Linked DNA regions of Mus musculus: all the other regions are linked to region 1. Evidence: chromatin contacts called from public HiChIP or PLAC-seq and promoter capture Hi-C data. All regions are on one chromosome and are shown on one strand. Each heading gives the region's core, a stretch centred on a gene start, on an enhancer-like site or on the middle of the called end of the contact. The rest is flanking DNA. Distances are from core to core; before and after follow the strand shown. Region 1 holds the start of Syn3 (synapsin III). Region 2 holds the start of Polr3b (polymerase (RNA) III (DNA directed) polypeptide B). Region 3 holds the start of Dram1 (DNA-damage regulated autophagy modulator 1). Region 4 holds the start of Rfx4 (regulatory factor X, 4 (influences HLA class II expression)). Region 5 holds the start of Fhl4 (four and a half LIM domains 4). Region 6 holds the start of Btbd11 (BTB (POZ) domain containing 11).

Evidence for each region. Promoter capture Hi-C pulls out the DNA fragments that hold promoters and counts their contacts. HiChIP or PLAC-seq counts read pairs in DNA pulled down with a chosen protein or histone mark.
Region 2: a contact with region 1 is called in a promoter capture Hi-C map of liver, with 4 times the contacts expected there. The contact joins the promoter of Polr3b here to the promoter of Syn3 in region 1. A contact is called at or near these places in 2 of 39 promoter capture datasets (hippocampal neurons and liver).
Region 3: a contact with region 1 is called in a promoter capture Hi-C map of liver, with 3 times the contacts expected there. The contact joins the promoter of Dram1 here to the promoter of Syn3 in region 1. A contact is called at or near these places in 4 of 39 promoter capture datasets (embryonic stem cells, hippocampal neurons, liver and 1 more).
Region 4: a promoter capture Hi-C map of liver shows a contact between it and region 1, with 5 times the contacts expected there. The contact joins the promoter of Rfx4 here to the promoter of Syn3 in region 1. A contact is called at or near these places in 2 of 39 promoter capture datasets (hippocampal neurons and liver).
Region 5: a contact with region 1 is called in a promoter capture Hi-C map of liver, with 3 times the contacts expected there. The contact joins the promoter of Fhl4 here to the promoter of Syn3 in region 1. A contact is called at or near these places in 4 of 39 promoter capture datasets (the 3T3-L1 cell line, hippocampal neurons and liver).
Region 6: an HNF4G HiChIP or PLAC-seq map of pancreatic cancer cells shows a contact between it and region 1. The contact joins the promoter of Btbd11 here to the promoter of Syn3 in region 1. A contact is called at or near these places in 3 of 39 promoter capture datasets (liver, pre-B cells and stem cell-derived epiblast-like cells) and 1 of 115 datasets of contacts at active chromatin or transcription factors (pancreatic cancer cells).

The regions. Positions count from the first base shown.
Region 1 is chr10:86,497,080-86,501,540 of GRCm38.p6, forward strand. Syn3 (synapsin III) reads right to left here and starts at 1,817. Exons shown (of 14, transcript NM_013722.3): 1 at 1,711-1,817.
Region 2 is chr10:84,619,624-84,624,084 of GRCm38.p6, forward strand. It overlaps Polr3b (polymerase (RNA) III (DNA directed) polypeptide B), which reads left to right and starts at 2,675. Exons shown (of 28, transcript NM_027423.2): 1 at 2,675-2,915. The coding sequence starts at 2,844. It overlaps Gm17249 (a long non-coding RNA gene), which reads right to left and starts at 3,022. Exons shown (of 2, transcript XR_380645.4): 1 at 2,574-3,022; 2 at 900-1,835.
Region 3 is chr10:88,354,891-88,359,351 of GRCm38.p6, forward strand. Dram1 (DNA-damage regulated autophagy modulator 1) reads right to left here and starts at 2,185. Exons shown (of 7, transcript NM_027878.2): 1 at 1,902-2,185. The coding sequence starts at 2,032.
Region 4 is chr10:84,753,477-84,757,937 of GRCm38.p6, forward strand. It overlaps Rfx4 (regulatory factor X, 4 (influences HLA class II expression)), which reads left to right and starts at 2,572. Exons shown (of 18, transcript NM_001024918.1): 1 at 2,572-3,037. The coding sequence starts at 2,995.
Region 5 is chr10:85,100,740-85,105,200 of GRCm38.p6, forward strand. Fhl4 (four and a half LIM domains 4) reads right to left here and starts at 1,756. Exons shown (of 2, transcript NM_010214.4): 1 at 1,557-1,756. It overlaps Tmem263 (transmembrane protein 263), which reads left to right and starts at 1,888. Exons shown (of 3, transcript NM_001013028.2): 1 at 1,888-2,258.
Region 6 is chr10:85,384,654-85,389,114 of GRCm38.p6, forward strand. It overlaps Btbd11 (BTB (POZ) domain containing 11), which reads left to right and starts at 2,161. Exons shown (of 17, transcript NM_028709.2): 1 at 2,161-3,825. The coding sequence starts at 2,676.

The sequences.
Region 1 (4,461 bases), core at 567-3,066:
ATCTGACAGATGTACGTACAGGGCAGTCTCATCTAGACATCAATCCCTCATCGAGATGTTATTCCTTGGGCATTCTAGGTTAAGGCAAATTAACAATTTAAAAGTGACTAGCTTAGCATCTCTGACCTTTTAAACAAGGAACCTTGCTTATGACAACTAGGTAAAATAATCTCCTCACACACACACACACACACACACACACACACACACACACAGAGAGAGAGAGAGAGAGAGAGAGAGAGAGAGAGAGAGAGAGAGACCCACAAGGTCAAAAATGTCTTTAAGGCAAATAGATGAAGTGGCTTTCTGGTCTCACTTCCTAGGAGCCTTTTTTATTGCCGCTATACCAGTCTCTATATGGCAACCCAAACAGCAGCCCCTTGGCCCTGGAAGATAGAAAGGTAAGCCCAGGTAAGGCAGAAGTTCTCACACAGGGACCAGGCATCAGAAAGTGAGCACAGATGCTCTATCCAACTCCCCAAGGGCTATCCCCGATGACAAGATAGAGGCCACAGCTTCCAATACAATGACAGGAGCAAGCATCACATGACAGCATCTCCCTGCCTGAATTCATGCCCAGAAGCTAGGGTTACAGAGCCCCTGTCAGATAGTCAGCCTTAAGGGGCCAGAGTATTTGCAGCCACGTTGCCTGAAAACCAGCTTTTCACAACTTACTAGCTTGAAGATGCCAGCTCCAGTCACTGTCCACAGAGCTAGCAGAGTGGCTGTGGGATCAGCTGGAATTCTTTCCCAGCCTCCCGTGTCCTAGGATAAACTTGTCAGGCTGCATGCATCTCTAGATTGTGTACATTTTTGGCTAGCCCCTTCTACCTTGCAGTTTAGGTCCCATCTGCAAGTCCTGGTTCTACTGTGCAATCTGCTGTTTGATTAGCTGAGATTCTGAGTTCTTCACTTCTTTCGTCTGCACATGGGAAAATCTACCTGAAATTCTTCCTGTCCCTGATGCCTCTGATTCCACAGCTCTCAGGCTGGCAAACTCTCCAGTCTCTGTGTGTCTTCCAGGCTGCATCACGACCCACCCACCTCTTGCTGTCTGCACTACACCACACTGCAATCCCTCCTATCCTATCATCCCTGGTAGGCCCCAGCAACTCCTGAGATTCCTTTAAGGCCGCTAGAGCTGAGAGCATAGTGTCTGGCTTACAGCCAAGTAAGTCATGAATAAATAACCAGGGCGCTCCAGCAGTGTTAGTCTTAGCCTGGCCAGGAAAACCCTCCAAGGTTTTTTCCTTCGTCTCAGGATAGCTGGAAATAGAAGACTGCGCAACAGATCTGAGCCCCAGACCCAAGGCAACAGGTCCTGAGGGACCTGCCTAGAGCAGGTGCTGGGATCCAGTGCAGAGCACCAGTATCTGTTGTGGTCTCAGCTTCCCAGAGGAAGCTCTTTTCCGGGACAGGTCTGGATGTTGGGTTGAATACCTCAGTAGTCATAGCTTTGAGGGCCCCAGGGTTCCGGTACTCTACAGGGACCAGTGCTAGGGACCGGCAGCAGCAGCCTGGGACCGGAGGGTGGCACTCCGGGCTCACGGAGCACCTGCACCCCACCAACATGCAGCATCAACATTCGGCTAACAAAAGAGAGAGCTTATGGGGAAGTAGCACTGCCCGAGGACGCACCAACAGCTCGGATTCGGGGTGAGTGCTCCCTAAGGCCAGAAAACCCACCTACTCCACTTTGCCTTGGCTTACCGACAGTGCCAGCTACGGTGGCCCGTGTGTACCTCGGACTGGCGCCGCCAATTACAGGATCTGCGGGAGCGCTGCAGCTTGCGCGCTCTGCCTCTGCCCTGCACAGTACGTGAGCGCCTCCTCTGGGCAGACTGGTCTCCCTACGCCGGAGAGCCCATTGGCTGGGCCAACAGGGGCCCTGCATCCAGGCCCGCCCCTCAAGCCCCTCCTTTCTCAGTCTCTAGGCTTTCCCTCGCCAGCCAGGTAGGGAAAGTTGCTAGAGCAAGCAAGCTTTGCTGTTGCTGGCCTCAAGTGGCCAAGTGGACGATCTTTCTTCATCCCAGGAGGATTGAGATGCCCCTCAGGGAGTGTGAATAATGCAGTTCAGTATCCTAGGAAGCCAGCTTGGAGAAAGTCACCTGACTTCCCTGGGCCTTAGTAGGAGCTTCTGAGAGACCAGTGAGTCAGCTGTCAGCAAATGTCATAGGAGTACAAGCACAAGGAGCTAAGCTCTTACCCTGGCTGGGGATGGCATGAGGAGGAGTTGGTTACATACAAGTGCACAAACAAAAGATAATGTCAGCTTGCTGTAAACTGATAGAGATGTGTAATGAGAACACAAAAGGGATGTCGGGACTATGCCAGGCCTCTCCATAGAGGAGATTTGTGAGATGAGAATTAAGACTACAAGGTTAAAAGAAATTACAGATTGGAAAATAAGGCAATTGAAAAGCTTAACCAGCACAGAATGGGAGGATATTTGGCAGGTCCCTGTCTCATGTGTCACTTCTATGCCTCAAGGTCCCTCAGAAATTCAAAGCAGGTCTCCTTTAAGGCTCTCTGTCCTCCAGTATTTGGTTTGATTTTAGAGACAGGGTTTCTCTATGTAGTTCTGGCTGGCCTGGAACTCACTATGTAGACCAGGCTGGCCTCAAACTCATAGAGGTCCACCTGCCTCTGTCTCTTGAGTGCTGAGTTAAAAGACACGTGACACCACATCCATTTCTAGCTGCAATATAAAGACCTATAAATGTAGTTATTTAAAAAAAAAACACCACTGGTGTTAAAGGTGCACAGAAAAAGTACTTGGAAAAATGGAAGGGGAATTCTTGCCAGGACAAGAATTCTAAAGAACCTTCCGTTTCTAAGGAAGGAAGGAGTTGGACAAAGGTTTAGAAGAGAAGCCAGGCAAATTACTGCACGAGTACTTATGTTTGATTGCACTATATATAAGAAAAGGTGCAGATTCAATGCAGGGTCAGTGTTTGCTGAGCAGTGCTCAGTATACATCACCAAGGGTTTTTCCATTAATGGTATTCTTCCATCATGCCCTGGAGGTCAGTGCCACTTAGCATTTTTATTTCTGTGCATGAACCTTGAATAATGAAAGAGGCCTACAAACAGTAATCAGCCCCCGGAGAAGCAATCCCTTTGCCCCTACTGTTCTCACCTGAAAGGTTTAAATTCGGAGAAACAGCAGATGATTTCATAAATCTCTGGGTTTGGCCCTGTAGGTTGTACAAGGACTTGTGAGGTAGAAGATGCCAAGTCATTGCTTCTCAACCATCAGCAGCAGCAAGCTGAGCACCAGCTAAAGGATTGCTTTCTAGAAAATGTCATTTATTTTTTACTTCCATATATTTTAAAAATGAGTTACTTATTTTTAATTATGTGTATGTAGGCTTGTGAACATGAGTACAGGTTCCTGTAGAGATGCAGAGATCAGAGAAAGGGACCTGCCTGGAGCAGGGGTTACACCTGGGTGCTTAGAACTGAACTCAGGCCTCCTGCAAGGGCAGTGCATACTCTTAACCACTGAACCATATCTCCACTCCCTGTATCTCTCCATCTTTTTGATGGTTAATTTTCACTGCGTGAAAGCCTGACTATTCCCCGGGACAGAATCTTCCACAGTTTGTCCCATCTGCCATTCACCTCCAATCCTTAGGACAGAATGCTCACTCAACCAATAGTAACAAAAGAAGAAGATAGATTGTACAGGAGGCTGCTCAGGGTGACAATGACAGCGGCAGCATTCTAAAGAGACTGGACCATGCAGTCCTGAATCACAGTGGCCAGACCCAGTGCTCCCATGATCTCTGCCTGTTCCTCAAGTTTCATCCTTCTGGCCACCCTGTACCTCACCCTACCATTTTTCCTTGTGAATCTTCATCTCTGCATTCATCCACTTTCTTTCATTAGTCACCCGATCATTTCTGTTGTTTTGTACCAAGACCTTGATGGATGCAGGAAAGAAAGAGTGCCTCAAACAATAGCAAATGAACAGTTTAGAACAGGGTTCTGTGTAAAGGCAAATGTCTACATGGTAACAGGTGTACACATTCCTTCATCACTTCATAAAAAAAAAATCACACCCTGAAAGATGGTGATAGTAGTAGCATTTGAAGATGATATTTATATTTGAAAAGAACCTAAATATACTGTTCTTAGTGCAACTAAAAAGGGTGAGCTAGCTCTTTTCATAACAAACTGTTCTAGATACAGGCTCTCTACTGTAAGGTTTACAGCTTGCAATTATTTCACATTTCATATGCATAGCTTGTAGTTGACAGAGCTGTGGCTGGAGCCTGGCTTCTAACTCACGACAGCTCGGGATTTACTGGGTTATAGCTTGGCTCTGCTTGTCAGCAAGGGTAAAATTGTTCCGTTGTCATTGTCTACACATGGCAAGATTTTTAAGACGATTGCAAGTTTCTATTTTTCAGTAATTCTTTAAAAGATCTACATGATTCAAGAGGAATTATGGGATGG
Region 2 (4,461 bases), core at 1,425-3,924, 1.9 Mb before region 1:
ATTACAGATTACAGTGTCCCTCAGTCAGCCATTCTTGCCCCCATGGCATTGGATAACTTTTCACTTGGCTAACACATACCCATTCGCCTTGTATAAAGGATGGCTCAGGATGCACAGCACTTGTCCTCCGGGAGCTCCCACACCTTATGCTTTAGGCTTTTGTATTAATACCTCAGTAAAAGGATATGGTAGCATAATACTGAGGAAGCACAAAACTACCCCTGGCTTTTTCCCCACCTTGCTTCCAAAGTCTAGCCTCCTAGAGATAAAAAAGAAGTCATGGGTTTGATCTGGGATACAGGTGTAATGCAAGAAATCTTACAAGGAATTGTGGTCTAATAGCCAACATCATCACTGTCAACTAAGTGTAGCCATGAAGATTAGGGACTGCATCCTCCAAAGTGTCCTTCATTTCAAAAGAAACTTTAAAAACTCGGTGAAAAACAGAAATACAATGTTAAACTTATTATTACCTACTGCAATTCTATTTTCAAATTATGAATTCAACACAAACTTATTAAGGAACAAACAATGCACTAGAACCTGGAATGCAAGGCCATTTTCATTCCAGCATTCACAGACTGAAGAACTAGACAAGTACAGAGGTTATGGTATTAGGTCACAGCAGCAGAGATCTTGCTAGAAATGCAGATTTCCAGCTCCAGCCTGCCAATCAGAAAGCTGAGATTTTTTAGTTCTCCAGGTGTCTGTGATCTGGTTTACAGTAGAACCATCTTCATAGTGGGAATCCAAGATGACTTTGTAGAAGACAGCTGACACACCTGAGCCAAACTTGATGTCCTCAAGTCTTCAGCTCCCTTTCCCAACCCCTTCCAGACTACACTAAGTAGGGTGCTCTCTGGTATAATAACTCACAGGGACCATTCAAATGTAGTTTCTCTGAGTAAATCTTAAGGATTTAAGGGGGGGGGGGGCTGATCATTCTTAGTTTTAAATGATTTGTCTTACATGTGAGTATGGGGATCAGAGGACAGCTCTTTAGAGTTGCTTCTCTCCTTCTACAATGTGGGTCTTGGGGGCTGAACGCGGCTTTTCAAGCTTTGTGGCAGGTGACTTAACATACTGAGCCATCTTGGTGGCCTGTAATTTTTTTCTTTCTTTCTTCACTTAGTTTCAGAAGTCTATCAGCACAACGTTTAGATACAAGCACTGAAATTTAACTAGCTAACTCTGTACGCAGATTACCTTGGACCAGGTTTAAAAAAAAAAAAGAACACATATTATTAGATGGTGCTAATTATACAGGTGAACTATTAAATAGTTCAACTATTAAATGGCCAGGAGCATTGTACACACTCATGTGACACCATCCATCTCCACAATTTTTGTATGTTCCCAAACTGAAACTCATTTAAAAACTGTTGGCATCTTTTACCTCTTCTTCCCATGGGATTTTTCTTACCATTGGACTTGCATGAACTCATTTCCAATTTCAGTGACAAATCCTTTTGTCTTCTACCAACTGTGTGTTTACTATTCATAGAGATTTTTTATAGGTGTATCTAATTTTTTAAAAATTAATGGAATACAACTTTTAGCAATTCTTATGCTTTCTCCGTTGCCATCCTTGAAATCTTTCACCAATCAATGTTATTAATACATTACCTTTTCTTTGGAGACAGGGTTTCATGTAGCCCAGGCTGGCCTCGACCTTGTTAGGTAGCCAAGGATGCCCTTGAATTTCTGGATGCCCTCCTACCTCTAGCTTCTAAATGCTGGGATTATAGGTGTCTGTGCTGCCGTGGGAGGATTATGTGCAATCCTTCGTTTATTCGGTGTAGTGGTAACAAACTCCGTCCCTCTGACGTTTCCTTCTAGTGTTTTGTTAAGGTATATTTCATCGACATAGGATTTAAACATATTTTCCCCCAAACCGTTAATTAACTATTCTAATATAATTTATTGGGTTTTCCCTAAGAGGATCTTGGACCTCATTCTTCAAACTCCCTGAGACAGTGAGGTTGTGATCCTACCACCTCTACATACCAAATGCTGGGATTAAAGTCGTGGGCCCCTACACCCTGTCATAGCAGGAATCAACCCCAGGTGCTCTGGAAGAGCAACCAGTAGTCCTCAATCCCTGAGCCGCCCCTGGGTCCTAAGTCACTGATCAGGTCGCTCCCGTTTAAACCCTTCAATGGTGCTTTACTATTCCCAGGGAGAAAGTCTAACACCTTCTAAGAGTTAACACATTTCAGAATCAGGAAGGCATCTTTTACTGCCCCCTGGCTGTCCTGGAACTCACTTTGTAGGCCAGGCTGGCCTCGAACTCAGAAATCCGCCTGCCTCTGCCTCCCGAGTGCTGGGATTAAAGGCGTGCGCCACCACGCCCGGCTGATGCCTGTTCATTACACGCAGGTACCACCAATTATTTAAGCAAGGACTTTTGCTCTTCTGTACTACACAACATACAAGCAGTTTAGACTGAGTTAATTGAAATCTCTGCTTTAGAAGTTCATGTTGTGACTAATGTGTATTATCGAGTCATTTTTCAGATTAGTTATACAGTTAGAACTACTATACTTTGCCGTATTCAATCATTCTGGGGATACTGGAAATGAGCCTGTCAAGAGGCTAGGATTAGCCCGGCGAGACCTCGGAAGTACACCAGTGGGTGTAGTTTTCCACATCCGGCTCGGTCACTTCCGGGTTCCTCCGCAGGTTAGGCCCTGACCAGGCGGAACCTTTTGAAACGCCTCCCCGTAAACAAGCGCCACGGGGACACCGGAGGAGAACGCACACCACTCTCCGCGTGCTACTTGCTTGGAGCCGCACGGGCGGATGTGAACATTCTGCCGACTTCTTCCTCTACCGTGAATGGAATGGATGTTCTAGCCGAGGAGTTCGGGAGCCTGACTCCGGAGCAGCTGACTGCGCCGATCCCGACTGTGGAGGTAAGTGCCGTGAGCGCAGGCAGCGGAAGAGGTTGGAGACGACTAAGGAGGCGTTGCCGGGAGAGTTTTCAGGATGACGAGGGCGGGTCCCTGGGCTTCTACGCATGCTCAGAACTTCTGCACATGCTCGGAGCTCCGGGTGTGTGAGCTTTTACCAGGTGTGGTTCTTGAGCGTTTGTAGCAGCAAGTACAGATCTCTCAGTAGCGTCCTACGTTTAGAAGCTTAGCGAATGGCTCTCGGGTAAAGCTTTTCTAATTTAAGTGTGCACTGGCAAGAATTGGTCCTTGTGTATTCTCTCAGGAACCAATATCTTCTTGCCGATCTCACCTGGAAGGACACAGAGATCCTGAGAACGTAGGCAATGTTCTTGAGGTCCCATAGCCGGCTTTGGTGCTAAAAGTAAATGGGAATCTCACCCTTGTCATCATTTTCCTTTTACTCCACAGTTTCTTTGGACTGCAGGTTTAGTTTAAGTACCTTGACTATCCCTTCGTCCCCCATTTTTGATCTTGTATTTTCTTAGGGGCCCCTATAGCTTTCATCAGATTCTTAAAAGTTAAAGGATAATTGCTTCACGGTGAACTGCCTAAGGAAGTGCAGTTATTGACATGATTTTGTTTCCTGAGAAGGTATATAAATTCTCACTGAACCTTGACATCTTTGGCACAGAATAGGGACATCTAGGACTGAAGATGGTCGAGGAAGAAATTCAGGCAGAGGAACAGGTTGTACATGACCCCAGACACACCATCAGTTGTTTCAGGGGAACAAATAAATCTAGTGGAGCTAGGGGAAGAGGGCAGTAAAAGATGCCTTCCTGATTCTGAAATGTGTTAACTCTTAGAAGGTGTTAGACTTTCTCCCTGGGAATAGTAAAGCACCATTGAAGGGTTTAATTGGGAGCGACCTGATCAGTGACTTAGGACCCAGGGGCGGCTCAGGGATTGAGGACTACTGGTTGCTCTTCCAGAGCACCCGTGGTTGATTCCTGCTATGACAGGGTGTAGGGGCCCACGACTTTAATCTCAGCATTTGGTATGTAGAGGTGGTAGGATCACAACCTCACTGTCTCAGGGACTTTGAAGAATGAGTTCCAAGATCCTCTTAGGGAAAATACACAGTATTTGTCTTTGTGTTTGGCTTATTTCTCAGTGTTCCCCTACTCCTAATCAACAGGACCTGCAGCCCATGCAGCAAAGGATAGTTAAGAATGTAGCCCAGTCCAAAACTGCAGACTTAACTCCAAGCTTTATGAGTGTTATTTTATTTTACTTTTAATATTTTTGGTATGGCTCTCCAGGGAGAGTTTTGTAGATCACAGCGTCGTGTTACAGTGTTGCTGTAAGGAACCTTCCTCACAATCGTCCTTAATTGCAGCATGAGCTGGAACTCTCGGTGTCTTCCAAATGGGCCACTACACTGCTTTCTGGTCCTTCTGTCTGTGTTTCCCAGCCCTAACTCAGCTTTTGAGCCACGGTGCACTGGCTCACTGGAACCTGCTGTCACCTCATTCACTACCTTAAGCCTCTTCAATGTACCTACCTT
Region 3 (4,461 bases), core at 935-3,434, 1.9 Mb after region 1:
CATTGCTCCACTCTGGTTATCTCCCATAGATAACCAGATTCACTTTAAGGGAATGCCTTAAACTGCATCCGACACAATGGTTCCAGCCTTGCCTCTGACAGACTGGCTGGATCCATATCACATAGTAGCTGGGAGTGAACTTCAGATCTAGGAAAAGCATAGCTATTACGTCCTCAGGAGGGGAGCAAGGACGAGAAGAGCTCAATCTTATACACGTCCAAGCGAGTGGATTGTGGTTCATTAATGAGAGAAGGGACACAGGTGCTGGCACCCAGGACTGAGATGTGCTCTGAGGAACCATTCCAAGGGTTTTTCAGGGACACAAGGCCAACTACTAAAGTCTTCTTCAGGGCTGGAGAGATGGCTCAGAGGTTAAAAGCACTGACTGCTCTTCTAGAGGTCCTCAGTTCAATTCCCAACACCCACAGGGTAGCTCACAACATCTGTAACGGGATCTGATGCCCCCTTCTGGTGTGTCTGAAGACAGCTACAGTTCTCTGTCTCTCTGTCTCTGTCTCTGTCTCTGTCTCTCTCTCTATATATATATGTACACACACACACACACACACACACACACACACACACACACGCACATATAATCTTTAAAGTCTTCCTCAAAGGACACAGATACCCAGATACCCGTCATTTAACATGGAAATGTTAAAGAGGATCAAGCTGTTGTGAGGCTATGCCAGTACCTGGCAAATACAGAAGTGGATGCTCACAGTCACCTATTTGATGGAACACAGGGCCCCTAATGAAGGAGCTAGAGAAGAACCCAAGGAGCTGAATGGGTCTGCAACCCTATAGGTGGAACAACAATATGAACTAATCAGTACCTCCCCTACCAGAGCCGTGTCTCTAGTTGTATATGTAGCAGAGGATGACCTAGTCGGCCATCAATGGGAGGAGAGGGCCTTTCTTTTGAAGATCATATGCCCCAGTACAGGGGAATGCCAGGGCTAAGCAGCAGGAGTGGGTGGGTTGGGGAGCAGGGTGGGGGGAGGGTATAGGGGACTTTGGGGATAGGGTTTGAAATGTAAATGAAGAAAATATCTAATAAACAAAAAAGGAGGATCAAGCTGTTGTCCCAGCTGTGGATAAAGGACCCTCAGGAAAGACGGAGACTAAGTAGGAAACAAAGTAATAAATAAGGGCAAGAAACTTCACAGGTTTTGACAACTTGAGGACTCTGACTTTAGAGGCACCAGGTCCAGAGGAGTATGAGGCAGGTCCATCCTAAAGGTGCTGCTGTTGGCACAAGGGGTCCAGGGTTGCTTTTACGCCAATGACCTACTGGTGTATCTCCACCAGTTTAAACCTCCATTTTCTTTCATGGAAAAGAAATTTTAGCTGTTAGAAATGAGCCCCCTGTGGTGGTGAAGACTTTTAAATCCCAGCACTAGAGAAGCAGAAGAAGGTAGACTTGTGTATACCACCCTAGACTTCAGGCCAACCTGGGCTACATAGGGAGATCCAGTCTCAGAGACAGAGAGGGGGAGAGGGAGGGAGGGGAGGAGCCAGGAGTTGTTGGGAAGAGAAATAAGTGAGCGGTTTGCCACATGCCTGGATCTACTTACAATAAATGGTATCTTAGGAACTCTCCTTGTCTGAGTGTCACCAAAGAAGGCTCTCCCCAAGATTTTATCCCATACCCCAGGTCTAAAGGTGCCACCAGCTGTCTAGCTGTCTGCTTGATGCGCGGCTCTGAGCACTGTTTCTCATTAAAGGCAGAACCCACACGTGCTTCCTGACTCTCTAAACTTGCCCGGGGATCCCAGAGATTATCTTGTCACACCTTTCCACTACCTCAAGAATTTCCACTACCCATGCCTGGCTTGCACGCCTTCCCTCCCTCTCAGCTCACCTGGTCCCTCCCTCACGCTCCTCTTGCCCCTCACCTGATATAGGGGAGAAAGGGGTTGACGTGCCCAGAGAGCACCGCGACCACGTAGGAGATGATGAAGGCTGCGGACGACCAAGTCACCAGGAGGAAGGGGACGAAAGCCATTCCCCTGAGGAAGCACAGCATCGCGGTGAGAGGGCGCTGAGCTCGTCGGACCAAGAAGCTGGCTTGCTGCGGACTGCCTGGAGGCGGTGGCCAAGACACAGACAGCTAACGGCGCGGCGGGACAGAGACTCCGGGACGGCCGGGACAGGCCCAGCCCCGGAGGGAGGGAAGCGCTCAGAGACCCGAGGGCGGAGGGCGGACGGGCAGCCGGGTGGGTGGGGCGCGGGCGGTCCTGGCTTGTTGCGAAACCGGTGAAGTCACAAAGCGGCAGCCTGGTCCCGCGGAGCTAGAGCGCGCAGCCACCTCCCCGCCCACGCCACGCCACGCGGGACCGCTCGGCTTCCTTTCGCTTTTGCTTGATACAGCGACGGGTGGGTGCGGCGGGAGACGCGGGACCCCGCGAGGCTGGCCAGCTCTTGGGCAAGTCCCGCCAAACTGGCTGGATTCCCAGCTCCTCCTTCCCTTGGGGGTTTTTCCTCTGAGCCTCTCTCTCCAGCACCCACTGAGCTTCCTTCCAGAGCCTTGGCCACCAGTGATGCGCACCCCATCGGGTCCCGCTATGGGTTCTGGGGTTCAGGCAAAGGGGCTCAGTGGTGTTTGGGCCACTGGGCATGGACGTCACATACACCTTTGTGATAAGCAGCGGGAAAGCCAAATCGCATAGTAACCAGGCCTGATAGCACAAGTCTGTCATCCCTGCTGCCTGGCTACTAAGGAGGCTGAAGCAGGAGGATCACAAGTTCAAGGTCTGAATTCGCAGCTTAGTGAGCCGCCCTCTAAAGAGCTGGAAATTTAGCCCAATGGTAGAGCACTTGCCTAGAATGGACAAAGGATCTAATTCAGGCAAGTGACAGAAAGGGTTGGATCCAGCCCTGGCCCACCCACCAAAAGCTACTTGGAGTATATATCTGTTCCCACCAATTCTACTTGGAGTATTTATTTCCTAGCAGCAAGACAAGATGACTTGATCCATTTCAGATCCACCCAGCCAGACACCACCTAAACCAAACCAATTGGTGTTCCTGAAGCACTGGCCAGCTCTGCGGGTCTGAGCTATAGTTTGGGAATTCTGAGCCCACTTTTGGCCATAGATGACCTAATACAGGTTCATCTCAGCCACATAAATGTGCCTTGTGTGCCATACCATGCTAGGGAATAGCCTACAGGGATTGTGAGTTCCTGTCCTGACTTCCTTTGGTGATGAACAGCAATGTGGAAGTGTAAGCTGAGTAAACCCTTTCCTCCCCAACCTGCTTCTTGGTCATGATGTTTGTGCAGGAATACAAACCCTGACTAAGATACAAGGTAAAGCTGTATACCCAAAGACAAATGCAGACTACTTAAGGGATTTTTGTTAATTACAATGAATATGCTAATTTTGAGGAAAGCCAGCATAATGATGATTCATTTCAATTGCCAACTTAATGATATTAGGAGATACCTAGAATATTAATGTAACACACCATGGATGTGTCTCTGAAGGCATTTCCCAAAAAGGCTTAACTTCAAGCAAGCAGCACCATCCCATGGGCTCTGAGTGAATAAAAAGGAGAGGAAGAGAAAGCCAGGGGAACATTTTCTCCCTCCCTCGGTGCTTCAGATCAAGTTGGTCTACTGTGTGACTTGCCTGCCATGGTGGGCCGAATTCCTGTGAACTGTGAGCCAAAATAAGTCCTTCCACCTTTAAGCAGCCTTTTCTTAGGTAATTAGTCACAGCAAGGACAGTAATGACTGCAAGTGTGTATGGGGACTGACAACCAAAGGCTGCTGGTGCCAGAAAGCAAAGAGGCAATTAAATCCAAGGCAACACCAAAATCAATCTATTTAGACTTGCCAACAAAAGCATGTCTTGGGTTTCAGGAAATTAGATCATATCGGTCACAATGGAAGACGGAAGGGTTGAACTGCTATGCTATGCAAAAGCCTGCAGCCAACTTTAGGTACCTGGGCTTTCTCTTTCTCCCACTTCTCTATAGGTTTACATATTTATATTGTGTGTGCACACATGATAGCTTGTGCTCAGGCCATGGTATGTGCGTGAAGGTCAGGGCTACTTAGAAAAGCCGAGTCTCTCTTTCTACCATGTGGGTATGCGGATTCTGGGGAATCAAACGTAGAACATCAGGCTTAGCCACAGAGCTCTCTTGCTGGTCCCCAACCAGGACTTTCTCAAAATCTATTCACATGTCAAACATTAGCTAAGAGACGCAGGTTCAAAGGTCTTCATCGGCCTTTGTAGAGACTTAGTCCTTAAAGAATTTGGAATAAGCTTATTAGGTTTTTTTGTGGTTTTTGTTGTTGTTGTTGTTGTTTTGTTTTTGCAATTTTGACACAAGCTATGGTTATCTGAAAAGAGAGAACATCAACTGAGAAAATGCCTCCTGCAGACTAACTTGTAGGCTAGCCTGAGGGGCATTTTCTTGATAAATGGTTGATACAGGAAGGTCCAG
Region 4 (4,461 bases), core at 1,322-3,821, 1.7 Mb before region 1:
ACTGCCCAGGCTGGCCATACTGATTGCCCATTGCCCTCTCTAAAGAGGGGACAGCAACGTGCTCTTGGTGTTGTGGGGTTAATTGAGGTAGTATCCCTGAGGTCTGGGGCAGTGGTACCTATTAGTATTCAACTACGCCATTTTATTAAAGGATGGCAAACTTTCAGGAAGCTGCGCAAGATGCCACAGCATGTATGTACCCAGGTCAGCCCCTGGGTAGCAGTCTTTAAGACGTTTTCTTTCTTGCTTTTCTTTCTTCCTTCCTCTCTTTCTTTCCTTCTTTCTTTCTTTCTTTCTTTTTTTCTTTCTTTCTCTCTTTCTTTCTTTCTTTCTTTCTTTCTTTCTTTCTTTCTTTCTTTCTTTCTTTCTTTCTTTCTTTCTTCCTATCTGACCTGAAGTGAAAGATGGCACCATTTTTAAGTTCCAGTGTCACTTCTTGACAGTCTTTGATGTTTGTTCACTCCATCATATGACAAACACGCTACACAAACCAATCAGCGTCATGCCTTCTCCCTCCTGTGTCTCTCCAATATAAGCTCAGAGAACCTCTCTGCTCTCAGGCTAAGCAGGGCAGGGATGAGGAAAGCCCTGCTGCGCAGCCTCAGTTGTATTTGTCAAACACCAGCTGGTAGGGGCTGACTCACTGCTCCCCTTTCTCCTGGTCCTTTTCTGCCACCCTTGCTTTGTGAGGGCAGCCCATCACCCACCCTCCTCACACACACATGCACACACACACACACACACACACACACACACACTACTAATGAGTGCAATGCTAGCACCTTCTGCCTAAAATTCTCACCTGCCTTCTACAGATCACCTCTGCCCCACAGGTCAATGGATGCACCTGGCAGAGCTCCCCTTTGACCATGCACCCTGGCATTTTGTCCACAGGGCCAGTGAGGCTTCTAGAAAAAGACGCAGTCATTGATCTCTCACTTGGAACCCACGGGGTTGAGGAGATAGTAGTATTTATCCCCTTAGGCCGCTAAAGCTTTTCATCCACTGCTAGAGAGGGAAAGCTGTGTGCCTGGGGTTGGTGGCCGAGGGCTTCTGGGCACAAGATAGATAGTTGTGTGAGAGAGATAAGAGATAAGAGAGATAACCCGGGTTGGAATTTAGCAGCAGTTTGAGCAAGAAGGGGCAACACACAGAGGCCCGGTAGGGCCTGAGGAGAGCAACGGGGGAGAAACGTCGTTACTCCCATTTCACAGATAAGGAAGCTGAGGCCCAAAAAAGATGAAGGAATCTGCAGAGCCGGGATTCGAACCCTTCTGCCCGTCCGCGCTGCCCCTTCCCTGCATCTCGTGACCTTAACTCGGCACGTGCTAGTCCCTTGCCCCTCACCCACCATTGTCCCACTCGGCGCGGCTCGGGGGGCTACCCGGAGGCCCGAGGTGGGCAGGCCCGGGGTCGCGGGCAAGAAGCGCACCCGGCTCGGCGGGAGGGACTCGGGCGATCCGCCCCTGCGCCGCTGGCGCTGCCTCTGTCCATGGTCAAAGCAGCGGGGTAATCCGCCTTTCTCTTCCGCCCGCCGAGCCCATTCATATTCTAATCACAGCGCGGCCGGCCCGCGAGCGGCCACTTTCCCGGGGCCACGGGAGCCCCCCCTCCACCCCCACTTTCCACTTGCGGTCCACAGGCCCCGGCCCCCTCCCCCTCCCACACTTTCAACTGCGCCGGGGAGGGGTCCCTGGGAAAGCCTCATCCCCAGCTCTGACGCCGGGGCTTCTCACCAACTCCGTTGCTGGCTGTGGGGGACCGAGAGGGTGGCAGAGGGGGGAGCCGGGGGACATGGGAAGAGGGAGGGGCCCGGACGCAGACAGACTGACATACAGGGTTATGGGAAGAGGCGCGGGGGTGGGGGTGGGGGTGAGGGTCCCAGAGACCCAGGGAGAACGCAGAACTAGGGAGAGACAAAGAGACTGGCTGCCAAGGGAGAAACGGAGAGCGAGACAGCGAGGCACGCCGACCTGGAGAGACCCGTGGGGCGAGAGACAAGGGGTACAAAAGTTCTGGTTGACGCAAGCCAGCCTCTCACCCCCTCGCAGCCAAGCGGCCTTCTTGTCCCTCAGACTGGTTATGGGAACCTAAGGCTTCACTTTCCCCTTCCTCAACTTCTACTCCCACGCACGTCCGCGGATCTGCGTGGAAGAAACTCAAGACATACCCCCTCTGCACTACTCCCCGGCCCCTACTCAAAATCTAACTCAAGGCGAAAACGGGACGTGTCTCGAGGGGAGAAAAAAAGGAGTCGGGCCCACTCGTGGACGCACAGGAGACTCCTAGGGCTCGGGTACCTCTGCACCCCCCTTCATGGCTGCACCGCGCGGGGCCCGGGCGCGGGAGGACTGAAGAGGGGGGCAGATCTAAGCCAATTTTGATTTCGTCTATAATGAGTGCCGGGCTAAGGCTGGAGAAGGCCTCTGGAACTTTAAATAAGAAAAACGTTGCTAATGCTATAATAGAAGGGGGAAGTCGGAGGGCTGGGATTGCGTCGCTCTGAGCCCCCCTTTTCGGAGGCGGCTTTTCTTATTCAAAACAGGCCCACAATGGGCTTCACAGTGCGCCTCGCCACGGCCCCATCTGACGAGCGGCCATTCATCAGGCCCGCTGGCCTATCAATGACATTGCTCCCATCGGGGCTCCTATAAAATGATGTTTTTTCCCATGAAACATCCGCAAACATTTTGACGGGTTTGGCTTTGCCCGACTGGATTACTGAGTGTCCCCTCGCTCGCTCGCTCGCTCTCTCGCTCTCTCCTTCAGCTCTAGCTTCCTTCCTTCCCTCGCTTCTTCGCCTCTTTTCTTTCCACTAGTTCTTTCTTTTCCCCTTTTATCCTTTTGCCCTCTCACCCACCGTCTCCCCCTCTCTCTCTCGCTATCCCTTCCTTCCTTATTTCTTCCCTCCCTTCCTCCCTGGGCATCTCTAGCACAGGGGATCCCCAAATATCAGGACTTTTGGGGGGCGTCTGTGCTGTCCATGGGAAGAGCATGCATTGTGGGTTACTGGAGGAACCCGACATGGATTCCACAGGTTAGTCCTGGTGGGACTTGGAGGGGGGTCATTGGAGGGGGGAGGAAGGAGAAGGGACAGGGCGGGGGTCACTTCAGAAAGAGTTGCAGAAAGTTCAGGCGGGGCAACCTGACAGTGGGATCCCAGGAGAGGAGGAGAGCGTGCAGAAGTTTTCGGTCCAGCGCTAAGTGTGTAAGTGGATGCATGGAAGTGTGTGTGAGTGTAAATGCGTGTGTGCGCGTGCGCGCACTCTGAGGCGCGCGCTTTCACTTGGACATAAAGTTGCATAAAGATGCTCGCTGGCTCGCGGCGAGCTCGAGGTGTTTATGCTACTTGCAAGAGCTTTGCGAGCAAGCCGCCCCGCCCGGACCCGGCGGCGGCCCTGGCTTTGGCTAGGGTAGTGGTATGCTTAGGATCTGGGGTGAGGGCCCCGAACGCTCCAAAGGCGGAGGAGGGCGACGGCGTACCGCGTCTCACCGCGCACTGGAGGCTCTTGCTTCTGGAATCTCGCTGCAGGGAGGGAGTGGCGGCGGCGAACCCGGTGGTCCTGGGGCTTTAGTAGCTTTGGGCTAGGAGAGATGGGCCCCTAGGACTGTAGTCTCCCGGCCGCGAAGACGCGACTCACTAGCCTCTCCACAGTGAGGCTGTAACCTTGCAAAAGGGGGGTGGGGGGAGCAGAATGCAGAACATATGAAGAGGCCTGACACTGAGTTTTGTGAACCGGCCTGTAGTTTGAGGGCTGTGTGGTGGACATCAGGCACTAGGGTCGCCACGGTTCACAAGGGAACACACGGAATCTCTTACAACGAAAATGCCCAGCATCTTCTCCAGGCGATCCGTTGGTCAACTTCTACGCCTAGCATCTTTGGGGACCCGCCGCACTTCAAATTCTGTTATTTTTTTCTATGTCCTTTCCATGTAGTGGTTCTCAAAAAAACTTTACTCTCTCCGTTAGGCTCAGTCTCTCCACCAGGCCACTCCAATCCCTGCTGGGCCGCAGCTTTGGAATTTTGAGGGGTGGTAAGACCACAGCCTGGGCATAGGCAGCAGCTTGACTGAAACCTGAGAGAATGTGAGGGCATTGCAGCTGAGCAACAAGTGCCTGCTGGCCTCAGCTGTGCCCTGACACACATTAACTTACTTGCAAATAACACCACAGTCAACTCTGCCCCCACTCCACCCACCCCTAGGGCAGGTTGTAAAAAGATTAAGCTATCTAGATATCTTCCCAGACCTTGTTCTTCTGTACTGGGAGGAAAGTTCCAGGCCTCTCTTGGCCTACATTGCAGACCTGGTGGCTGAGACCGCTGGCCCAGGGGTATCTGCGGCATTCCAGGGTACGTTTTTTTTTCTGTCTCCGGTACAGTTAAACTCTCACGCTTTCCTGGGTGTCAGTGAGCTCCTGAGCATAGCCGAAGCCCGAGCTTCTAAAGTCCAGCTTAGTT
Region 5 (4,461 bases), core at 506-3,005, 1.4 Mb before region 1:
GACATTTAAAGACATTATATAGAAATAAAGATATTACAGTATTAGAATCAAGAACTACAATGGAGGTCAGCCTATAAAATAAATAGGGCCTGATTTCATTGAGGTTCCTTCTGGTTACACCAAGCTATCTGAAATCAAGATAGCATCAGGATAGAAACAATTCAATTAAGATTCTCATATAGACAAGAGTGGCTTAGAACTGAATGGGATGTTGTTCTTTTTAAAAAGAAGATGGCATCAGATAGCTGTGAGCTGACATGTGGGTGTGGGGAACTGAACTCAGGACCTTTGCAAGAGCAGTGAGTGCTCTTAACCACTGGGCCCTCTCTCCATTATTATAGGTAAGGAAACTGAGACAGCAAGAACTGACTGGGGTCAGATCTATAAGAAATACTGGACTACCTGTACTTGTAGGTTCAGAAGGAGCCAAAAGCTCCCTGGTACCTTCATTGGTTTATGAAACAGAATATACCACTGCTTTGAATTATAGCCTTAATTACTAGCAAAACTGTAAGTCAATTTGGAAAGAAAGTTATAAAGTTCTGCATTGTAATTTTGCCCAGGGTTCAATCTTGAAATCACCTATTAAAATCCTATTAAGAATTCAGGAGTCTATGACAATAAAAGATTGGTACTCAGTTAATACCACAGTTCAAACTCTCCTAATCATCATTCTCTTTTAGTTCTGTAAAACAAGATTATCATAATTTCAGCACAGTGATCTGAATGGACTTAATTCATCGATTTGATAACGGTTAAGCTCTAGTTCATTCTATTTAAGAACTGAACCAAGGTTAGCTCCCTCTCAGGATTTTTTGTTGTTGCTGTTAGCATCCCTTTTCTGAGACTTGATAAACACTTGCTATCCAGTTACACCACGCTGATTACTTTCATTTAAAAATTGAGGTCCCCTGTCCTGTGTATGTTTCCACTTGATAACTAGGTCGTGAAAAGAAAAAAAATCTCACGTTTTGGTATAATTTCTCAGTAAAGCCCCCTTACACCCACAGTCTCTCTTCTTATCTTTCCCAAAAGTGTAGGGTGGACTTATTGTCATTTTTATCTTAAAGATGTTGAGAGTCAAGGAAAAGCTAATAGCAATTATCTAGTCAGGTAGCCATTTCGTCACGTCTCTGCTTCCTCCTCACAGCCTTCCTAGGCAGCTATCACAAGCCCCCTTGGAAGCTCACTGTCCTGTTTCCCATCTGAAGCAGAGGCAACGCTGAACCCAGAGGACTTCCCAGACAGCATCTTCTTAGGCTGCTCAATACTTTACAGGACCCCACCAGGGATCCCCCCTCCCCCCAAGGCTGGCAAGAACGTGGAGGGGCCCTGACGAAGCCCTAGTTAGGAAGTGACAGTTTTCCTCCCTCTCCAGTTCAATTCTCACATCGATGAACCAACCTTCTTTCGCTACCAAAATTCAAGGCCCCCTGAAAGGCCTTGGGCATCCGCTGTGTGATGAGGGCGAACCTGACATGTTTACGCTCAAGGACTCCAGGTGGACCAACAACAACAACAAAAACCCCACACAAATTAGCAAGGCCTCGCCTCACCCTATCACTCGGTGACACAGGCTCGCAGAGCGCCCTGGGGAGAGCGACTGACAGAGGCCCTGCCCGTCACTCCCTTAGGGCAGCAGCTAAAGGTTGAAGCCCCTGGGCGAAGGAGAGGGAGACACCGGCGAGCATGCCGCCCTCCTCAGGGGAGAAGTTCTAAACCCCCATAACCGTTAGTTCCCTCGAGCCCGGAGAGTGGCCGAAGACTCGGGCGAGGCCGGAGGCGCGCGCCTCGCCGGGGCAGCGCCCCCTCGCCTGCTCTGATTGGGTGGCCGGGGCGGAGGGGGCGGGGAGACCCTCCGGATGAGGCGCGCGCGCAGGCTGGCCGGGGGCTGCTGGGAGGGCTGCGCGCGCCGAGCGACCGGTGGGCGCGGGAGGTGGGGGGGCGGAGGGCCGGGGGCGCGAGTGCGCGTGCGCGTCGGAACCCGAGGCGCGGGAGGAGGCGGGAGCTCCGGAGGCTGCGGAGGGGGCGGGTCGCGTCAGGCGCCACGTCCGCAGCCAGAAGCCGCCGCTGCCGCCGCCGCCGCCTCGCACCGACCTCGCACCGAGAGTCTTCCGACTTCTGAGCCGGAGAAGAGCATCTAGGTCGCGTAAGCCACTCCCGGGCCGCATCAGGGCCTCTGCTGCCCCGGCCGCTTCTGCTGTTCTCCGTGCCACCGCTCCCTCCGCCCGGCCGCAGCTCCCGGCCTCGACCCCGCGGTGAGTGAGTGTGTCCCATGGCTGGGGCGGGGGCGGGAGGGTGTCGTCGGCCTGAGTGGCCGCACTCCGGGCCCTTTCCCGTTAGCCTCATCTGCACCTCACCTGCACGACCCCGGGGCCTGGCCGCTCCAGCCTGGCCCTTTGCGGGGGGACACTGAACGGGAGGGGGATGGGCGGGAGTCGTTGGGGGGCGTACGGAGGTATGGGGTTACCCCAGTGGGTCCACGAGTTTGTGGACGCGGTGTCTGCAGTTGAAGGGAGTCGCTCTGGAAGCCTGGGTCTGACCTCTTGCCTTGAGTGTCAGGCTGGTGCGGAGGAGGAGATGGGGCATCCGAGGAGGAGCCCAGCTTCCTTGCCCCACTTAACTTCTGACCTGTTGATAAACGGTCCCGGTGGGTTCAAGTACACAGGGCTTGGCTCCAAGCGGAGATTCCCGCTGCTCTTCCTAAATCGGGAACTCCACTCCCACGCCTGTTCTAAGCCCGCAGGTGTGGGAATGAAGAGGGGCGCTGGCAGTGTCAAGGAGTGACTGGGGAGCAGGGGGGAAGGAGTCCTGGAGCAGCCGCCAGTGCAGTCACTGCCGACCCCAAGCTCAATCCAAAACCGAGCCTGCCATGCACAAGCAGCATCTAGTCTAGCCCCGGAGCTGCCACTCGGGATCAAGTTGGATCGTCTCTCTTAAGCCCGTCTTATATTGGAATTCCGCAGGAACTAGGGTGTGCTGGATGGACAACGAAGGGGCGGAGGAAGGAGGTGTCCAAGCCAGCACCAGCCTCTAGGGTCATTTTCTGCCTCTCCTGCCACGTCACTGCTCTGCTCAGGGGAAAAAAAAAAAGACTTGCTTGTGCCTAAAGGTGGATCAATGAGGGGGAGCTAGGGCTGCTGGGAAGAGTTAGAAACACCTAGACTAGGAAGCGAAATCTTACTTGATTGTGTCTTTTGTATCTTGTGAACGCTACTAATCCAAAAGGAAACATTGTGGGTATTTGTATCTGCTATTGGTTAGTGCTTAAAACTTCTAGTTGTTGCCGCTCAAGGGCTATCACACTAACAGGTAAGTATGTTTCCATTCTTGCTTTAGCAACGCTTAATACACATCTGCTTTCATTTTTCACTTTCATTTTTTTTTGTATAGCAGCACTTATACCAGAAACTAAGTTCAATGAAAGCATCATTCGAAAAAAGTTCAATGAAAACATCATTCGAAAAGTTTAATTGATTTTAACATATAAATTCAAAAGTGTTTGATATATATATGTTTATATTCGGGGAAAATCTTGACTTTCCCGTTTCCGTCCTTGAGTCTTTACCCTTTTCCTACATTCTGATGCTACTGGACCAGATGACATACAATTAAGAGTACGGTCTTTATGTTCACTCATTGTCTCAACAAGATGTGGCACAAAGTAGGAATGGCAGCATCTATTGAACAAATTAAGTGTATTTTAGTGAGGATGACAGAAGTACTGGTTTTCTGGCTTGGCAGAATATTTTAATCCTATTTCATGTTTCTTTAAGAAAAATACTTAAAACTATTTTGACAGTCTCGATTATTTGTCACTTTGTGTGGGATTTTTTGTTTGTTTGTTTGTTTTGTTTTTTTCTGTGTAGCCCTGGCTGTCCTGGAACTCACTTTGTAGACCTGGCTAGCCTCGAACTCTGAAATCCGCCTGCCTCTGCCTCCCAAGTGGTGGGATTAAAGGCGAGCACCACCACTGCCCGGCCGTGTGGGATTTTAAAACTTTCATTGATAAATTTTTCTTTGTTGCCAAACTCAGTGCTTTTCTTGTAGTCTATTTGCTGTTAATTTAGTTGGCGGGAGCTACCTTTTATACAAGCAGTGATCAGCATTGTTAGCTACAGAAGCATAAAACCCAGCAAGGTGATGTCTTGCTGTGCATTGCTTGCTAGTATATGTGTAGTTTTGAAACTCCTCAAAGTTAGTTGGCAAAGGAATGAAGACATGCTATTTTCCACGTAGCCCATGCAGAAGAATTCCCTCCCTCCTTCTTCTTAGATAGATTCTCATTCTAGAGCCTGGGCTGGCCTAGACCTCCTAAGTCTTGCTGTAGCTTCCTGAGAGCTGAGATTATGGGTGTGAGCCACCATGCCTAGTTTAGTCTTTTTCTTATACAAGAAGCCTGTTACTTGTGTAACAAATGTTTAAAGTGACTTTGAAGGTAAAGTGTTACACACTGTACAC
Region 6 (4,461 bases), core at 911-3,410, 1.1 Mb before region 1:
CTTTAGGTACTTGGGAGACTAAATAAATAAATAAATAAATAAATAAAATAGCTCACATTTTTTGATATGAGTGGTTTGTTAGTTTTGATTTTGTTATGCGTGACAACATAAGAGGTAAACTTTAGGAAGATTCTGATATTAGAGAACAGGAAAGGGAACGTGTTGCTATGGACGTGTATTAGGATGGAAATTACAGGATGACATGGGATATGCAGGATGAACGGCAGGGAATCCACAGCTGCCTATGCCCCACCCCCATCCTTACTGAGATTTGAATGACAAACAAAAATGATAGGCATTTAAGGTGTACTATGTGGTGTTTATTATATGTATTGTGAATAATTACCATAATCAAGAAAATTAACATACCTCTCAACCCATACATCTGACCTTTTCCTCTGCCTGATAAGAACACTTACAGACAACTTCCTACCGACATCATCATTCACTCTAGATGCCACCCTGCATGTATGTAATGTCTCTAGAACTGTGGAACACATCATCTGTAAATATAAGTCTGTGTGCTGAACAATCCCCCGCCCCTGTCTGCACCCAGTTACCATCGTACATTCTGGTGCTACTGTGTGATTCTTTTTAGAGTCACACAATAAGTGAGACACTCCCCTTAGCAGGATGATACTGTCCAGATTAGCCATTTGTTATACATGGTGAGATTTCCTTCTTTTTGAAGTCTGAACAATATTCTCTCTTAGCGATTGCAAATAATGCTTCAATGAACAGGGAGAGGGGAGTAAATAGATCTTTTAAATAGTGGCTTTATTTCTGTTTGGTAAAGATCCAGATGTGGGATTATTGGATCACATGGTAGTTCTAATTAGTAATTTTTTGAAGATCTTCGGCATTATTTTCCATAATAGCTATATCAATTTCCCTTCTCACCAATAGAGTACACTCTTCTTTATCCTCCACACCCTTGTTGATGCTTGTAATCTTTTGACTTTCTGATAATCGCCATCCTAACAGGCATGAGCTGGCAGCTCCTTATGGTTCTGATTTGCAGTTACCCTGATGGCCAGTGATGTTGAGTGTCTTCTCACATCCCTTCAGCCACAGTTGAACGTTCAAACCAGCAGTTCAAAGCACGTCCTTCCCTTGTCGACTCATACATTTACCACAACTCCCTAGCCCAATGTGGGATCCAGACAAATAAATAGATAGTAGCAAGCCAGCGTGACAAGGGCCCAGAAATGTGAAGCCATCGAAGAGGGTGGGGTGGTGGAAACACCCAGGATAGTTTTGGGAGATCAGGGTGGGCTTCTTGTAGGAATAGGATTGTGTAAGGGAGGTAGGAATCTTTGAATGAATAAGGTTTTTCCTAAGGTAGGTAGAGATAGACAAATAGCCAAGCAATGATGCTGTTAGACACAGAAATGCAGCAGACACACACATATATTTTGTATCTTTCTTTAGCTGAAAAGAATATTCTCCTGTGCACAAATTTAAGTTTGAGCAGTCTAGAGCATTGTCCACCAGAACCACAGAGTGGCCGGAACACACACACACACACACACACACACACACACACACACACACACACACACCCTGGAACTTAAGGGTAGATTCCTGTCTGCCGAACAAACCTAGAAAGTCCTGGTGACAGGTGGTTTATGGCTAGAGATTCGCTTCCCAGTGGCAATTATCAGTCTCCCCCTCACTACTTTCCTGTTTTATTTCCTTCCATGCTGGAGCAAACCCAGGCTGAGAAGCGGCACCCGCCTGAATTAGTCAGGGTGCCTGAAGAGGGAGGAGAAACGTGCATCTTGTATGGGCTGGTGGGAGGGAAAGAGAAATCTAAAATGCCAAAGCAGAAAGTAACCCTCGGACAAACACTTTATGAACCGCAGAGTGGAACAAATAACGATATAAATGATATTTTTGTCGATAGTTCGAAAGCAGAAACTAGGGAAGCTACAGTTGCAGGATGACTGTTCTTCTCCAGGCTTCCACCTAGGCCGCGGATCCCTCCTAGCTGCAGCCCTGGTCAAGGCCTGGGGGGGCGTGTCTGAGGGGCGGGGCCGCATGGAAGGGAGGAATAAAAAAAAAAAAAAAAAACCTAAGTAATTAGCATCCCCCGATTCCATTGGCTCTTCGACGGCCCTGCTTTGCATGCGCCCGCCCTCTGACTGCTTGGTTTGCTGGGGCTCAGCAGGGTTTTGCAGCCGCCTGGCTACAGCGCTTTAGTGCGGGGCGGGAGCTCAAGAGAACCGCGGCCCGGATCCCGGAGCCGGGGGAGCCCGTAGCCCGCCGAGCTGCGGCGGCCGTATCTGGGGCGATCTAGGTCCTATCGACACTGTGGCCGGCTCTCGGAGGCTTCTGCATCCGTCTGGTCCCAGGGAGGAGAGGACCAGACACTTTTATTTTGGATGAAAGGCGCGGGTCCTGGCGGGAGCTTCCTTCCCGGCCTGGCTCGCGGCTCAGTGCGCCCTCGCTCTGGCCCCGACTCCAGAAGATGACTTCAGGTTCCGCCGTGTATCTTCCCGTGGTGACGGCTCGGGGAGACAGGCGAAAGTAGTGACACTTGCTGGCAACGCCAGGTGGGAAAGTGAGCCTAGGCGACGTGGAGCCCCGCTGTCCCCGAGGACCCCGGTGCCCACAGATCCTTGCCTTTCCTTCCCCTCGGCTCCACGGCGGCTGCAGCATGAAGTGGCGCAGCGATGGCCAGGAGAGGTAAGAAGCCTGTGGTGCGAACGCTGGAAGATCTGACGCTGGACTCGGGTTATGGTGGCGCGGCGGACTCTGTGCGCTCCTCCAACTTGTCTCTGTGCTGTTCTGACTCTCACCCGGCGTCCCCGTATGGCGGGAGCTGCTGGCCGCCTTTAGCTGACTCCATGCACAGCCGGCACAACAGCTTTGACACCGTCAACACTGCCCTGGTGGAAGACTCCGAGGGGCTGGACTGCGCCGGTCAGCACTGCTCGCGGTTGCTGCCGGACCTCGACGAGGTCCCCTGGACCCTCCAGGAACTGGAGTTGCTGCTGCTGCGCTCGCGGGATCCCCGGGCAGGCCCAGCGGTCCCCGGCAGCCTGCCCAAGGACGCGCTGGCCAAGCTCTCGATGCTGGTAAGCCGGGCTCTAGTGCGCATCGCTAAAGAGGCGCAGCGCCTGAGCCTGCGCTTCGCCAAGTGCACCAAGTACGAGATCCAGAGTGCCATGGAGATCGTACTGTCCTGGGGCCTGGCGGCTCACTGCACCGCTGCCGCGCTGGCCGCGCTGTCCCTCTATAACATGAGCAGCGCTGGCGGCGACCGCTTGGGCCGTGGCAAGTCGGCGCGCTGCGGCCTCACCTTCTCCGTGGGCCGCGTGTACCGCTGGATGGTGGACAGCCGCGTGGCGCTGCGCATCCACGAGCATGCCGCCATCTACCTGACCGCCTGTATGGAGAGTCTCTTCCGGGACATCTACTCGCGGGTGTTGGCCTCCGGGCTACCTCGTAGCTGTAGCGGTCCTGGCCCTGGCTCCAGCTCCGGTTCTGGCCCAGGCCCCGGCTCAGGCCCCGGAGCCCCTGCAGCGGATAAGGAGCGCGAGACTCCGGGAGGGGGAGCGGCGAGCGGTGGCCCTTGCAGCGCAGCCAGCAGCGCCAGCGGGGGCAGTAGTTGTTGCGCCCCGCCAGCCACGGCGGCGACCGCAGTCCCGCCAACCACAGCCACCGCCGCCGTCGCCGCCAACCATCATCACCACCACCACACGCTTCACGAAGCGCCCAAATTCACCGTGGAGACCCTGGAGCACACGGTCAACAACGACTCGGAAATCTGGGGGCTCTTGCAGCCCTACCAGCACCTCATCTGTGGGAAGAACGCCAGTGGTAAGTGGCTCTGTCAACTCCGGGTTCAAGTTTGCCTCTCGTCCCCCTCCCGCGTCTCTCTGGCCACTCGCGCTCTCCACGGCCTTAGAGGTAGGGGCCAGAGTGGAGACAGCCAGGAACCCGTAGGTTCACTCCTGAGCTTGGGATCCGCGTGGTTGACACTGGTAGTAATGTTCCCAGAGCACACAGGGTTCCGCCCCCTTTGTGCAGGGCCAGGAGGTTGCTGCCTCCCGCAAGACAGGAGCAAAATCCAACACCCTTTTTATTTTACATTTAATTTAGTATGTTGTTTTACTCGGATCTGGCTTGAGACGTTTGAGTCTCGTGAATAGCTTCTAGAACCCTGTTGTGATCTTTAAGGGGCCACATTCCAGTACCCACGAGTTGGGCTAAGATCTGGAGGAGGCAGGTTCACTTGTCTGCCATGCAGTTCTCTCGCTTGCCCCAGGCCCTTTGGGGTCGCTGTGGATGCGCTAGGAAGGCATGGCTGAGGGCAGCGAAGGTGGAAGGATAGAGCTGGGTGGGCCTAAACGTGTTCATGTAGGTGGTGGTGGTGGTGGTGGAGAGACAACACTGCATTGCTCCAAGTTTTCCTGAACAGTTTCTGAGTACTTGAACCCAGAGCTGGAGATATAG